Regions from separate parts of the Mus musculus genome. Here region 2 is linked to region 1. Evidence: chromatin contacts called from public Hi-C data. All regions are on one chromosome and are shown on one strand. Each heading gives the region's core, a stretch centred on a gene start, on an enhancer-like site or on the middle of the called end of the contact. The rest is flanking DNA. Distances are from core to core; before and after follow the strand shown.

What was found. A called contact is a pair of places that touch in the nucleus more often than the background predicts.
Region 2: a Hi-C map of the N1E-115 cell line shows a contact between it and region 1, with 5 times the contacts expected there. The contact joins two enhancer-like sites. A contact is called at or near these places in 4 of 484 Hi-C or Micro-C datasets (the N1E-115 cell line, cerebral cortex and forebrain).

The regions. Positions count from the first base shown.
Region 1 is chrX:158,742,312-158,748,659 of GRCm38.p6, reverse strand. No RefSeq gene overlaps it. Among named protein-coding and RNA genes, the nearest start is that of Rps6ka3, 510 kb to the left of the region's middle. Within about 2 kb of position 2,624, at least 6 of the 459 cell types and tissues checked have an H3K27ac peak or open chromatin away from gene starts, as enhancers often do. A contact at or near this core is called in the N1E-115 cell line, where this site is marked.
Region 2 is chrX:158,919,626-158,925,873 of GRCm38.p6, reverse strand. No RefSeq gene overlaps it. Among named protein-coding and RNA genes, the nearest start is that of Rps6ka3, 330 kb to the left of the region's middle. Within about 2 kb of position 1,938, at least 45 of the 459 cell types and tissues checked have an H3K27ac peak or open chromatin away from gene starts, as enhancers often do. A contact at or near this core is called in the N1E-115 cell line, where this site is marked.

The DNA.
Region 1 (6,348 bases), core at 1,375-3,874:
TGGCAGATTAGGAAAGACTTTATAGTCATATGAAAAAATTAGATTTTATTCAAAGAATAATGTAGCCACTGAGATACTATTGATTGGAGGAACACCTTGGCTGGATTATTTTTCTTAGCAAAGTCATTCTAGTTGATTCTGACTAGTGGGATGGTGAGGAAGGTGACTAGATGAGACAGTGTGAACTCTGTTGAAAAGGTACAGAGGAAAGAGGGGTGGCTGTGCTTTGCAGTAAGTAGATGGAATTAAAACCAGCAAATGATATTGACAGGCAAGTGGCTGAACTGATGACAAGCAAAGAAGGGACATGAGTGGAAAAGAAGTGGAACAAAATAAAAGAGGTGGTTTATGATGGCAGAACAAGTATAGAATGCTAGAAGTAATTGAAGAGGGGACTAGAAAGGTTAGAAGTTTTTTTTTTTAGAACTTCTGGTGGTAGTAATTCCTAGTGTGACCATGAGAGTTAATTGGCAGTTCTGCCCATGGGAAGAAGGTACTTGGAGAAGAAAACATGGGAATTTGGAGGGCTGGAAATTTGGCAAGTGAACTCCTGGACTTAGAAGTGACAAAGGACAGAGGTAGGTAGTGGGATAAATGAGATGGACAGGGAAATTGAAAATTCTCTTATTCATCGTAATGTATGTTATACAAGGTTTCAAGATTTTCCCTGGAGTAGGCAGCACTACCCAGGCTGTAGCTACTGGAGGTAAGCACGATGCCTACCCTTGCCCCACTGATTCCTCTGGCCACTGCTCTATTCGATTCATATTCTTGTTCCTCAGTTTCAACTGTAAATTGCAAATTAACATGAATAAGAGTGTCACTAACACATGGCATAGAACAGTGCATTGGGACAATCACCTCAGAATTTTGGCCATTTTTGTAGGAATGTGGAGGAGTATGCTGAAGAGAGATATGATCAGCCCCCAAAACACAAGGAGACAGACTGGAGCACAGAAAAAGATGGAGGGTGAAATGAATTCCTTTAGCATAGAAAGGGTACCAGAAGAGAGAAGATGGAGGTATGGGAGGGAGGGAGCAGTAGGTGGCTGTAGGGAAAGGTACACTCACAGAAGGGGTTGAAATGGCTCCAAATATGAGAACATGCTTTGCTTTTTGTACCACCTTTGGATGACAGAGATATAAAGAAATGACCAAAGACATTGTTTGTCCCCAGGAGCTGGATGCCTGGATGGGGTCTTTCTCTGTGAGAGGCCTACTTTGGGCAAACAGCTTGCAGCCTTGTTCACTGCACATTAATTAATTCAATAGATCCAGTCAATGCTAGTCAACATATTGAAAAAGCTAGTCATGTGTAAAATGAGTTAGGGACTACTATTTTATCAGCAATAAGTGGGTGACCTGTCTTGAGGGTAGAGATGCTCACATATAGAAAAACAATTTAATATTGCATGGCTACAGTATTCTCTGTTTGGAGGAATGAATCCATAGCAGTATTCTTTTAAAATTTTAGACCAAATTACATGTTAAATGACGTCTTTCTCTCTCTCTCTCTCTCTTTCTTTCTCTCTCTTTCTGTCTCTTCCTTCCTTCCTTCCTTCCTTTCTTTCTTTCTTTCTTTCTTTCTTTCTTTCTTTCTTTCTTTCTTTCTTTCTTTCTTTCTCTCTCTGTCCTCCTCCTCCTCCTTCTCTACCTACTATAAAGAAATCTTTTTACACGAAATTCGCTCAATATGCCCTCTCTCCTCTACCATCCATAACAACACAATTGGCAAGGAAATACCATATGGCAGTCGAAAGCACAGAATGGTGGAGCTTAGTAACAACAACAACAACAAAAAAATAGCTTCACTCTCTGCTAGCCACTGACCTAAGACAGTACATTTCCCCTTTCTATGCCTTTATTATATTCATCATCTATGAAATGAATATAATAATGTTATTTACTTCACAGAACTACTGATGCTAAATGTGTAATGAACAAAATCTGGCCAAACAAGGTCAGAAATTATGGATTCCTGTTGTAATGCTCTATAACTTAAAGTAAGATGTTCCGTTCATGTTTATTTATCTGACTTCCTTGGGGCAGATAGTAAGTAATTAGTAGCAAAGAGCCATGAACCCCAGCTATGGTGGTGAAGATGATATGGTATTAATAATGGCTATTTTTTAAACTTTTTATAGTACAAAATTTCCCTGTATAATCTAAGTGCTGTTTACCAGCAAGAGCAGGCATTATGCTCTATGGAATCAGAACAGCAGGAGTCTGATGTCAGGGGTGATGTGAGGATAACAGACAGATCTGAGCTTGTTCAGCAGGAACATTTCCTGGGGCCTGCTATGTTTCCTTTCCCTGACACTGATGCATAGTGACTGCCCTTCCCTCTCTTCCCCAGCCAGTGGTAACTGTTTGGGGCCAAGGGTTTGGGGGCCTGTGAAGGTTTTGATGTCAACACATCTCTACAACGAATTTCAGTATCACAAGAATAAAAGGGAAAGAAAAAAAATCTCAACTGAAGATAAATAACCAAGTGTAGAAGTGGCCAACGGATCAGATATTTCTCTAAAGAAGATATATGAACATCCAGTAAACATGTGGCAAAATGCTCAGTGCCATTAGTCATCAGGCAAATGGGAATTCAGACCATGAGAAAAATTCTTCACACTTAACTGGGATGCATGGGTTCAAAAAGACAGACAAAAGCAAGTGCTTGGTAAGAATGTGGGAAAGTTGGCAGCCTCATACATTTTTGGCAGAGATCCAAAATGGTGAAGCTGCTTTGGAAATGATTTGACAATGGTAATCAGAGTTACCAAGATGAATCAACAATCCTACTTTAAGGCATACTTCTAAAAGAAATGGTAAAATATGTTCACATAAAAATGTTTACATCAGTGTTCATACAGCATTGTTCGTAATAGTCCACATGTAGAAACAGTCCAATGTCCATCAGTGGATAACTGGTAAATACAGTGTGACACACACACACACACACACAGTAGAATACTATGTGGGCTTAAGAGGGATGTGGTACTGCTAATGTGTTATTATTATATTCTATCTCATGGCTGGACTTTGCATACATTATGCTAAGTGAAAGAAACTAGATTTAAGGCACCATATATTATATCATTTCATTAATATAAAGTTTAAAGATTAGGCAGTTCCTTAATGATCAGTAGCTGTTTGATGGGAAAGTTGTAGGAGAAATGGAGAATGTCTGGTTAATAGATTAAATATATCTTTTGGGGATTATGAAAATGTCATGAAGTTGATTGTGGTGATGATGGCACAACTGTAAACATACTAAAAATCATAGGATTGCATAACATAAAATAATCATTCTTATATATTAATGATACAGTATTTTTAAATGAAAATAATTAATTAGGATGAAACATCACACTTGATTAGAGTTGTGTCAAGCTAACATCCGTAATTTATAAATCAAAGCACTAACAAGCTGGTTTCTTGTGATTTTTAATCTGATGTCTATTAAAAGCTGGCAGAAATTCAGAGTAGTCTATATTCATTTTCTTTCTAGGCAGAGAGATAAACATCTAGAGTATGGATTTTAAAATGCAACACTCTAAATTTTAATATTCCCACATGACTAGATTATGAAGTCCTCTCAAAGCAGTGGTATATGAAATGAAATAATAAGTGTATGAGGTGCACTTAAGGTAGGGAATTCCTCAGGAGATACTTCATAGGTTGCTGCTACTAGGGAATTTCACTGCAGAAAAGTTAGCCCGTTGCTAGGCAACACTGGAGCTTGAATTGAATTCATGGTGATCAGAATGCCTCACATAAACTCACGATTCATATTCCTATCTCCAATAAGAACAGTGCAGATTAAAAATATTCTTCAAATTGAAAGGGGCTGTAATCGCAGTGCTGAATCAAAAAACAGGAGCTAGTCATATATCCTCCATTTAAACATCCCTATTACAATTTCTGTATATATATGTTTTAGATTCTTATTGCTCACAACCATATATTTTACAGGATTATAATTGTACTTACCACCTAACAATAACAACCTTTATTATAAGAAAAAATTTATATATTCCTAAAGGTTTCCTTATGATTATTTTAAATGATTACATAGCATCTCTTTTAGTTGATGTTTTGTAGCTTGCTAACTGTGTTTTTTTTTTTAGTGGACACCTATGTGATTTTTTTTTATTTCTACCCATTTATAGAAAATTCCAGAATGAGCAGCTTCTTTAAGAAGAATATATAATACAGGTGCTTGACGAATTAAGTACCACTCTTCGATAACTATATTTAACTAGCCCCTACCCCCACCCAGGTGCCTTTTTTATAGCTGTTTGGAAATTACTTTGGAAGCACATTTAATCCATCCAATCAGTCATTTCTCCAAAGTGGGAACACTGTCTCAATGCTTGGATGAAGCTTAAAGTTTCCTGTGTGCCTGGCAGAGGCTCTGATGGAAGCTTTGCATTTTGTCGATTGCCAGTTGCAAGGAATGTGGCTAGGGGAATTAGCAAAATTATTTGAAAAGCATTCCACAGGAATGAAAGGGGAATTCTCTCAACTAAAAGAAATGAGGCTCTCTCCCACTAGAAGCTAATGTGCAAAAAAGTAGGCAAATGTAGAGTCTGTATATTTTAAGAGATTTTAAAAATGATTAAGAAAGTAAAAGGAAGTTTGTCTTCCGTTGCAAGATCATTCTAATTGCTAATCAGAGGGCTCACAGGTTTGCTCAAGACTGGAGCTTTCTGGGTAAATATTATAAGTTTCAACTGCCTCATTTCCTTGCCCCACTAGAAAAAAAGAGGTACACATCACAGCTATAATAAAAATACCAAGTATTTCATATAAGTCTGAGTGTTGTGTATTTTAAACATGTACCTTCAATTATTCCCATTGTCAAGTCTTCCAAAAACAAACCAAGAAGAAAAAATTGAGATAGTTTTTCCAAGTTCAAGTAAAACAAAACTGGAAATCCCCAGCAAGAACGACGCGACCACCAGTCCTTCTAACAGCAGTTTATTCAGTCCTGATTCTTCTTGTTTATATCTCCCCCAAACCCTGGGCCTCTCACTCCTTTTATACTCTCTCTCATCCACGCACTGCAGGCCACGCCCCCTCGCCAGTCACGAGGCTTCAGCTAATCAGGGCAGCAAGGGCAAATCTCCACCAAATTGGATTCATCTGTATCCTGGTACACCTGCGCAGCACTCAAGATGTTTGTGTCTTATATGAGGAAGTCAGGTGCAAGTCATATGACTTAGCTGCAGTCCCTGGCGCCTTTGGGACTGCCGCCACACCCGCTCCCCACAATTCCCCCTTTTTTCTTTTTTGGCAGAGAGAATGTCTGTAGATAGCCCCCCGCAGCCATGCCCCTTACCCGTCCTTGGGTGACAAACAGCATTGGTTTGATCCCTGTCTTAGGTTGGTGACATGCCCAGGGAGTCTTATCACTGACTACCTCTCAATCATGCCAAGCCACTCCTGGGGAGATTTTGTTTTGCTTGTGGCAGGTGCATCAAAAGGCCAGGATGTTAATTAACCTATGGCCAGATCTTAATTGCTGCAAGCAAGCCTCATGGGTGAAGGTAGAGGTCTGATCCCCAGTGTGCAAGCATAGGGGCCCTACACAAAACCATCCCTTAGGCTCATCACCCAGAGAGGTCTTGGCCAGCTCCCGTGTCGTTTTTCCTAGGGGAAGGGAACTAGGACACTGAACCTTCATGCAATCAGACGTGCCTTCCACAGGATGCCAACAGCAAGCTATCCTCTGTGCAGTGCTTAGCCTCGCACCCCATGGCATAACGCAGCATAATTTCTTTTAGAGCGGCAAACCGAATCTGAGGAGATTGTCCCGCCTCCACTGCAGCAAAAGCCTACGCTACCATGGCAAAAGTGCGGGCCGCACACTCTGCACCTAACACATGTGCCAAACACAAAACACACACACACTATAACAAGCATACATCCCAGGGCTCTCATCCCCGCTCATCTTCCCTGAAGCAAGGGACAGATAGCCAGAGGGGCTATCTCTTTAAGGGGAATTCAGGGATCAAAAAGCATGGAAAAATTTGAATGTCATGTCGAGCTGGTATCGGCTTCTGGAATACCGAAAGGATCTCTCATCTCGGCTCCATCCTTTGTGCTTGTGGGATCATCCACCACATCCACAGGGGCAACTGGATCAGGAGCCTCATTCTTGCAGCGTCTCACCAATCTCTCCGGCACCCAAAGAGGTTCCGTCTGGTCCTGTGGAAACACACAAACAGACCCTCTCGCCCACATCAACACCTGATCTGGTCGATCCCCAGGGGAGATGGACACAATACCTCGTGGTAATGAGACCATAACCTCAATCACCTGTGTGTCCATCTGGGAAGTCAATATGAA
Region 2 (6,248 bases), core at 689-3,188, 180 kb before region 1:
GAAAAAAACCCAAAACAAAACAAAAAACAACCTTACAAGTGACCACCCTGGCTGCTTGTATAAAAAAAAATGTGTAGTGCTCAATAATGTTAAGCAGTTGAACTTGGACTAACTTCATGTGTTTGATAAATGACAATGTCAATCTTTGAACTGCAAGGTTCCTTTAGCTCTAACAAATTATGAAAATTCCCCTGAAACAAATATGGGGACCTACATTGAACACACTTGTATACTCTATATAGAAAATAGATGGACAGTTACTTGTGGGTATGGCTTGTGATAGGAGCTCCCAACTTCAGGGGCTTTCTCCATTGTATCAAGTCATGTCAGGCACAAGATAGGTTTATATAAATGGGGTAGGTATTACATAAACGTTGACTATAACTGTTTTTAATGGTTTGGTTTATAACACACTTTTATTTGATACATTTTGAGTAACTGAGTTGTATAATATATAGGAAACTTATTACAGTTTTGATTATATTCATATTACTGGAATGCTTAACATTGTAGTTTTAGTATTTTGGTTGCTAGCCCTCCCAACAGTTGCACTGGTATTTTAAAATGCATTGGAATGACTTCGGTCTAAATCAGGTAGTTCTTCAAATGCATCACTAGGTGGCAGCAAAGCTTTAATAAAATCAATTCTCAGCCCCTTGTGGAGCACACAGTATTTCCTTTTGTCTTCTTTATTACACAACCTCATTGCACCAACAAAATATTATTATCATTAACATTGATAGTGGCAGCTACAGCAAAGGCAACTGACCAAGATGTCCAAAACATGACACACTAAACACAATTCAGCATTAAGTGTTACAAAGTTGTTGCAAAAGACTTTCGAAATTATTAGTCAAATAGGCTGAAAGCATTGTCACTGAACTTAAAGCCAGCTGCCACCTTCCCACACTTATGTAAGAAATAGTTCCACAGGCTCCTTGAAGAAGATCTGTGGGGCCTTAGTTGTACAGTGTGTGACTGCCACAAAGGGAACCTCTGAATAATTCATGAAGAATTGTTATTTTCTTATATTGTTTGAGATGGAAGTCGGCTGCAGGTCTATAGACAATGACGCAATTACAGTGTTTAATGTCCCTTTGGGAGAGTTTCTATATTCCATCTTTGTATATACACTTGGCATCTTTCATTTAGAATGAATGGGTTCACTTCTTTCTTGTTTGAGAAAAATCCTCTTCCCCAGCAGAGTCCTAGGCTTTCTTTCTCTGGTGATTCTCACATCAGCTACACTTTCCATTACATTCCTGTCAGCAGATATTCCCAGCGGGGTAGGGGCTGCACATAGCTGGGATTTCCCTAATCGAGATGCCCTCCTGGCTCCTGAAATTGGTGGTTTTAACTAGCCCTTCTATTGTGAACAATGGATCCACACTCCCCTTTCTTTCTCTACTTTGCTTAAGCATTCCTGGATTCTTCCCCCTTACACTCCCCCTTCGTATCTACCTCCCACCCTTCTTTATCTCCTGCATTCTTTTTCCTCCCTCTCTCTCACTTAAAATTCTCCTAACGTCCTTTCTACCATGCAGTGCAATCTTAACCATCTAACAAAAGACCGTATAACGTAAATTCCATTTCAGAAATGGGAGGAGTTTTCTTGCATACTAAACAAGCATTTCCTATCTTGGTAGGAAAACAACAAAACATTTTCCCTTGGAAGCGCTGCTTAATCACGGCTATCAGCATCGCCTCAAGCTGAATGTGCATCCATCGAAGGCAAAACACAGCCCAGTGCAGAAGTGCAACAACCTACTTTAAGATCTGCACACATCACGTGCGATGAAAACGGATTTCGTTTCTAGGCTCTTCCCCCACCTTTAAAAAAAATTCTCCCTTATCACGATTCCTTTCTAGGTGGAGGAGGTTCCACCTGCCCACTCACTGCGTAAACCAAATCTGTGCCTGAAAATTAGACTCCTTCCAGTGTGGTCAGAATCAGGTAACAACAGCTGAATTCAGTTCACCCCATGCCTTCTTTGCTTTCCACTGAGCAGTGAAGTGTGAAGGCTTATCTAAGGAGCAGGAAGGGAGAATTTGGGTTACCCATTTGTGTGTGTGTGTGTGTGTGTGTGTGTGTGTGTGTGTGTGTGACAGGGTTGTCCTGCTTTGTGCCCATTAGTCATTAAACGCATACTGCCCAGGCAGTAAAACAAAAGCTATTCTCGGATAAGTACGAGGCTTAATAAAGAGTTGAAGGAATTTCAAAGAAGGAAAAATGTTTCTGTATTCCCTGGGGGCTACATGGTCTCTGCTGAGTATTTTGATTTGGGGGTACATGGACGTAAAACCTAGCAGATTGTATTCTATACCTGCGTGCTCGCTGGCAGGCACAAAATGTACGCTGTTAACTACAGACGTCTGGGTTTGCTTCTCCCGAGGGGCTGATGGAAGATTCACCAGCACGTGGGTGAAGCAGCAGCCTTGTGATCTGGCTTCCCAGCCTCCGAGCCGCCTTCCAGCTGCCTTATGTAATGTGATCTGTTTGCTGATGGGAGCCTGATTAGTTTCTGGGTGGGAACTGCAAAACCTGTGCACAGTCCCCGTGAGTGCTAGACTCCGCCAGCCTAGTTGAGTTTGTATTTGTCAGGCAAGCAAGGGGTTAAATGGAGCCACACTAAGGGTATGCACGTGGGTGCACAGGGAGGCCAGGAATGGTGTGGATGAGTGATAGAGGCAGTTGAAGTAGTCCGAATAAGAGCAGCATGTGGGTGGTGGAGAGGGAGAAAGAAAAGCCGGGGAAGGGCTTTAGGGAGGAAAAGCAGTCGCCACCAAGCAGCTAACCGTAGATCATTGGCATGCATTCCTTATCAAATGAGAGCAGGACACAGAGACTGAAATCAAGCTGAGCAGAATTTCTAATAGAACTGGCTGACCTTTCAAACGAAGTACTTAAGTAAAGATGGGCAGCACATGGCAGGACTTTTTACAAGGAGGCAAAAAGTGGGCAGCTCAGAGTTTCAGGTGTACTGTATTTAAACAACACATCTCATTGGTTTTGAGTCAAAATACTTTAAAAGTACCCCTCAAGCCACATTTAGTGCCTCAAGCCTGTAATCGTAGCACTCGAGAGGTCGAGGCAGGAGGACTGGTGGTAGTGTGCAGCCAGCTTGGGCTATATAGTGAATTTCAGGCCAACCTAAATTATACCAGGAGACCCTGTCCCTCCAGGTAACTTTATTTGCTCTGGAATTCTTTTTATCGTCCCAAGTTGAGGGGACTGCATGCTGTTTTGGTAGGAGTTTAATATAAATAGCCAAAGTTTTTTTTACACTGTTATCCTTTGAGAGTTGTTTTATTTTCACATTTCTATAAATATGTTCAGCAACAAGGTTTTTGGAGAGCTCCCCAAGAATTTCGCTTGTGAAAGTCTCCATGAGAATTAAAAACAAGTCCCTGTGGGTTCTCCATAACCGCTAACTTTAAGACTAAAAAGTTACATTAATGAGTTCTCTATAAATCTTCTCTCCGTCGATAAAAAATTCTTTTTGGTATGGTAATTTTGTTTACTTCTCTCAAGAGTCAGTCATAATCAAACTTGACCAGCAGGGGGCGAGCGTTCACAGAAAATGCAAGTAGTCCCTGCTCTGGCTGATTTGCCGGATGGAAGAAACAGGTTTTATTCTGAGGTATTTTCAGTTCAAATTCAAGTTCTAGAACTTTGATTTATTATTAGCTTCTCTTACTTGGGGAGAAGGGAGGAGAGAAAAACAGGTCTGTCTGCTACCCGTGTGTTCTACCCCCAACTTTAGGGAAGGGCTCAGAAACCGCAAGTTTTCAGTAGAGTCAAACAGGCTGGATCGTGCATGAATCTGAGAACACAGGCTCCAGTTTTCCTAAAATGACAAATCGCCTCCCGTTACTCAAGAAATCACAAAAGATTCACACCCACCCTTTCTTCCCCCGAGCTTTGTCCTTCTGCGAGTGATTTGCAGTCCCAGACAAGTATTATATAATGATGAGGCAGAGAAGCCTGAAGCTTAGTCTTACTGCTTCTTTCGCAGAAAAGACATTTAAAAAGAAAAAAAGAAAAACGATTATAACACCATCTTAAATGTTTCCGAGACAAACGTTTCTGCCAAGTGTTGGAAGAGTGGGGCATTAGTGTATTAGTTGTGTCCATTTGCCATGGTCCAAGGGAGCAGTTTGAAGGGAAAGATGGAAAGATACAACTTGCGGGTGAGTGGGAAAGGGCCTGCAGTTCCAGGACATCTGGCTCTGATCCCGGCTGATTTAGCTGGCTGAGTATTCTTGAATTCCTTCCCTTCCTGGTCTTCAGTTTTACAAGCTGCAAATGATGACACAATGCCTTCCAATCTAACATGTTACCCTTCTCTCTAGAATAAATGTAGATGACATTGTTTATTTGACTTCTTTCCAAGAACACAGCAACATTCGACAACCAAGACAACATTGTTCAGGATATTATGGTATTTCAAAAATCCCCAAAGTACTTTGTATTTCACATTTCTGCAAACAGTGTCACTATTTATCAACAATTTCCTTAGTGTTTTTATAGCAATTATTGTCTGAGTAATTCTCTCTGGGGAATCCTAGTTAGGTACTGTGTGGTATGGAAAAGCCTTCAATTTTTTTTTTCTTTTTTTTCTTTTTGCTTCTTTTCTTTCTTTTCTTTTTGGGGGATGGTGGTGGGGAGACAGGGTTTTGCTGAGTAGCTCAGGGTGGTCTTCATGCCTCTACCTCTTGAATGATGTGATTATAGGTCTGTGCTACTCTGTCCCCAGCAGAGCTTTTGATCCCTACGATGCAAGCATCTTTGGGGATTACAGTGAGACTTCAGTGACTTGATGTTAAGCACACAGTAAGCTGGGATATAGGAGCTCTTCAGTACTATTAGTGCTGTTAGTGTTTGTCAGCACTGCTAAAAGATCCAATGCACACAGTTGATTAAAAGGGGTTCATTTTTTTTTAAACCTCAAAGACCAATACAATATTTAGCTCTTTTGTTCACATATTTACTAACTGAGGAACTTCAGAATTTCAAAAAATCTGCAGGGGGATTTTTTTCCCCCCAGAGACACTATCCTGTCTTGGAAAAATCATCTTATTAAGGTGAAATTCTGTGGTTGTTGGCATAGCTTTGCAGCCTACAGGGGCAGTGTGAGGAAGCTTTCATTGTCCAGGCCAGAGAAAACAAAACATGACTGAAAAATGATCAAAATAACAACAGCAGCAGAAATGTAGGCTTAGGTTTAGATCACAGATCTGCCTTTTATTTGCTGTGTGACCTTGGAAATATTGCCCCTTCTATTATTTCTTATGTCTCTTTTAGTGCGTGTTGCTCAGCTGAAGGGAGAAAAGAGAGACTTACTGACAAAAACCAGTGAGAGGCAACACCAATACCACGCAGCTCTGCTAAACTTAGCCCACAGGGTGAAGCAGCCTGATTGAGCATGTGTGTCCCAGGGATGGGGCTTTCTGTTTTTAGCCCTCTGACCATATGCATATGCAAATGCAAAGAAAGCCCTGGTGCCCTGCTCACTGCCTCCAGTACTCAGTTTAAATTGCTGCAGGATGCTTTCTTTAAACACCTGTGACTCTGCCTGACTCCTTCTCTGTCGGAGGGATATGGCTAGCTCATAATCAGAGCAAATTCAGTGTGTGACATTTAATGTTTCTCTTGCCACAACAAAACAGCTTTCAACTGATGCAGGTTCCAGTGTGGGTGAAGAAAAAAAAATTCTCTCTCTCTCTCTTTATTTTTTATTTCTTATTATTTTTTTTGTTTGGGGTTTGGTTTGCCAGTTGGGTAGATTCTGAGTTGTATATCAGGCCTGCCTGGAAAAATGTGACCCCTAGCAGTCATGCAGATTGGATCCATTCTAATGCCCCAGTGTTCTAACAGTTGTCAGAAACATTTGCCTCAGAAACATTTAAGACAGAAAATCATCTTGCTCTCCTCTTCTCATCCCTACTGGTATGGCCGGGGGAATCAGAATTCTGATCATTGTTTGTGTGCCTTCTGGGGTACCCTGCCTAGGGTTCTGTTTCAAAATCAATATGTGATTTTTCTGCACATAGAACATGGGCTATGATGCCATGAAGATCTAGGTCTGAACCTGGGAATCACCAGTTTTCTGCTTTCTAGTTTGGGTCAAATTCTTGAACATATCTAAGACTCAATCTGCATACTCACCAATGAAGCATGAACTGAAATCTAGTCGGCCTGATGGAATAACTGAATTCAGTGAAGTGCCTGCCACATTATCAGCTTA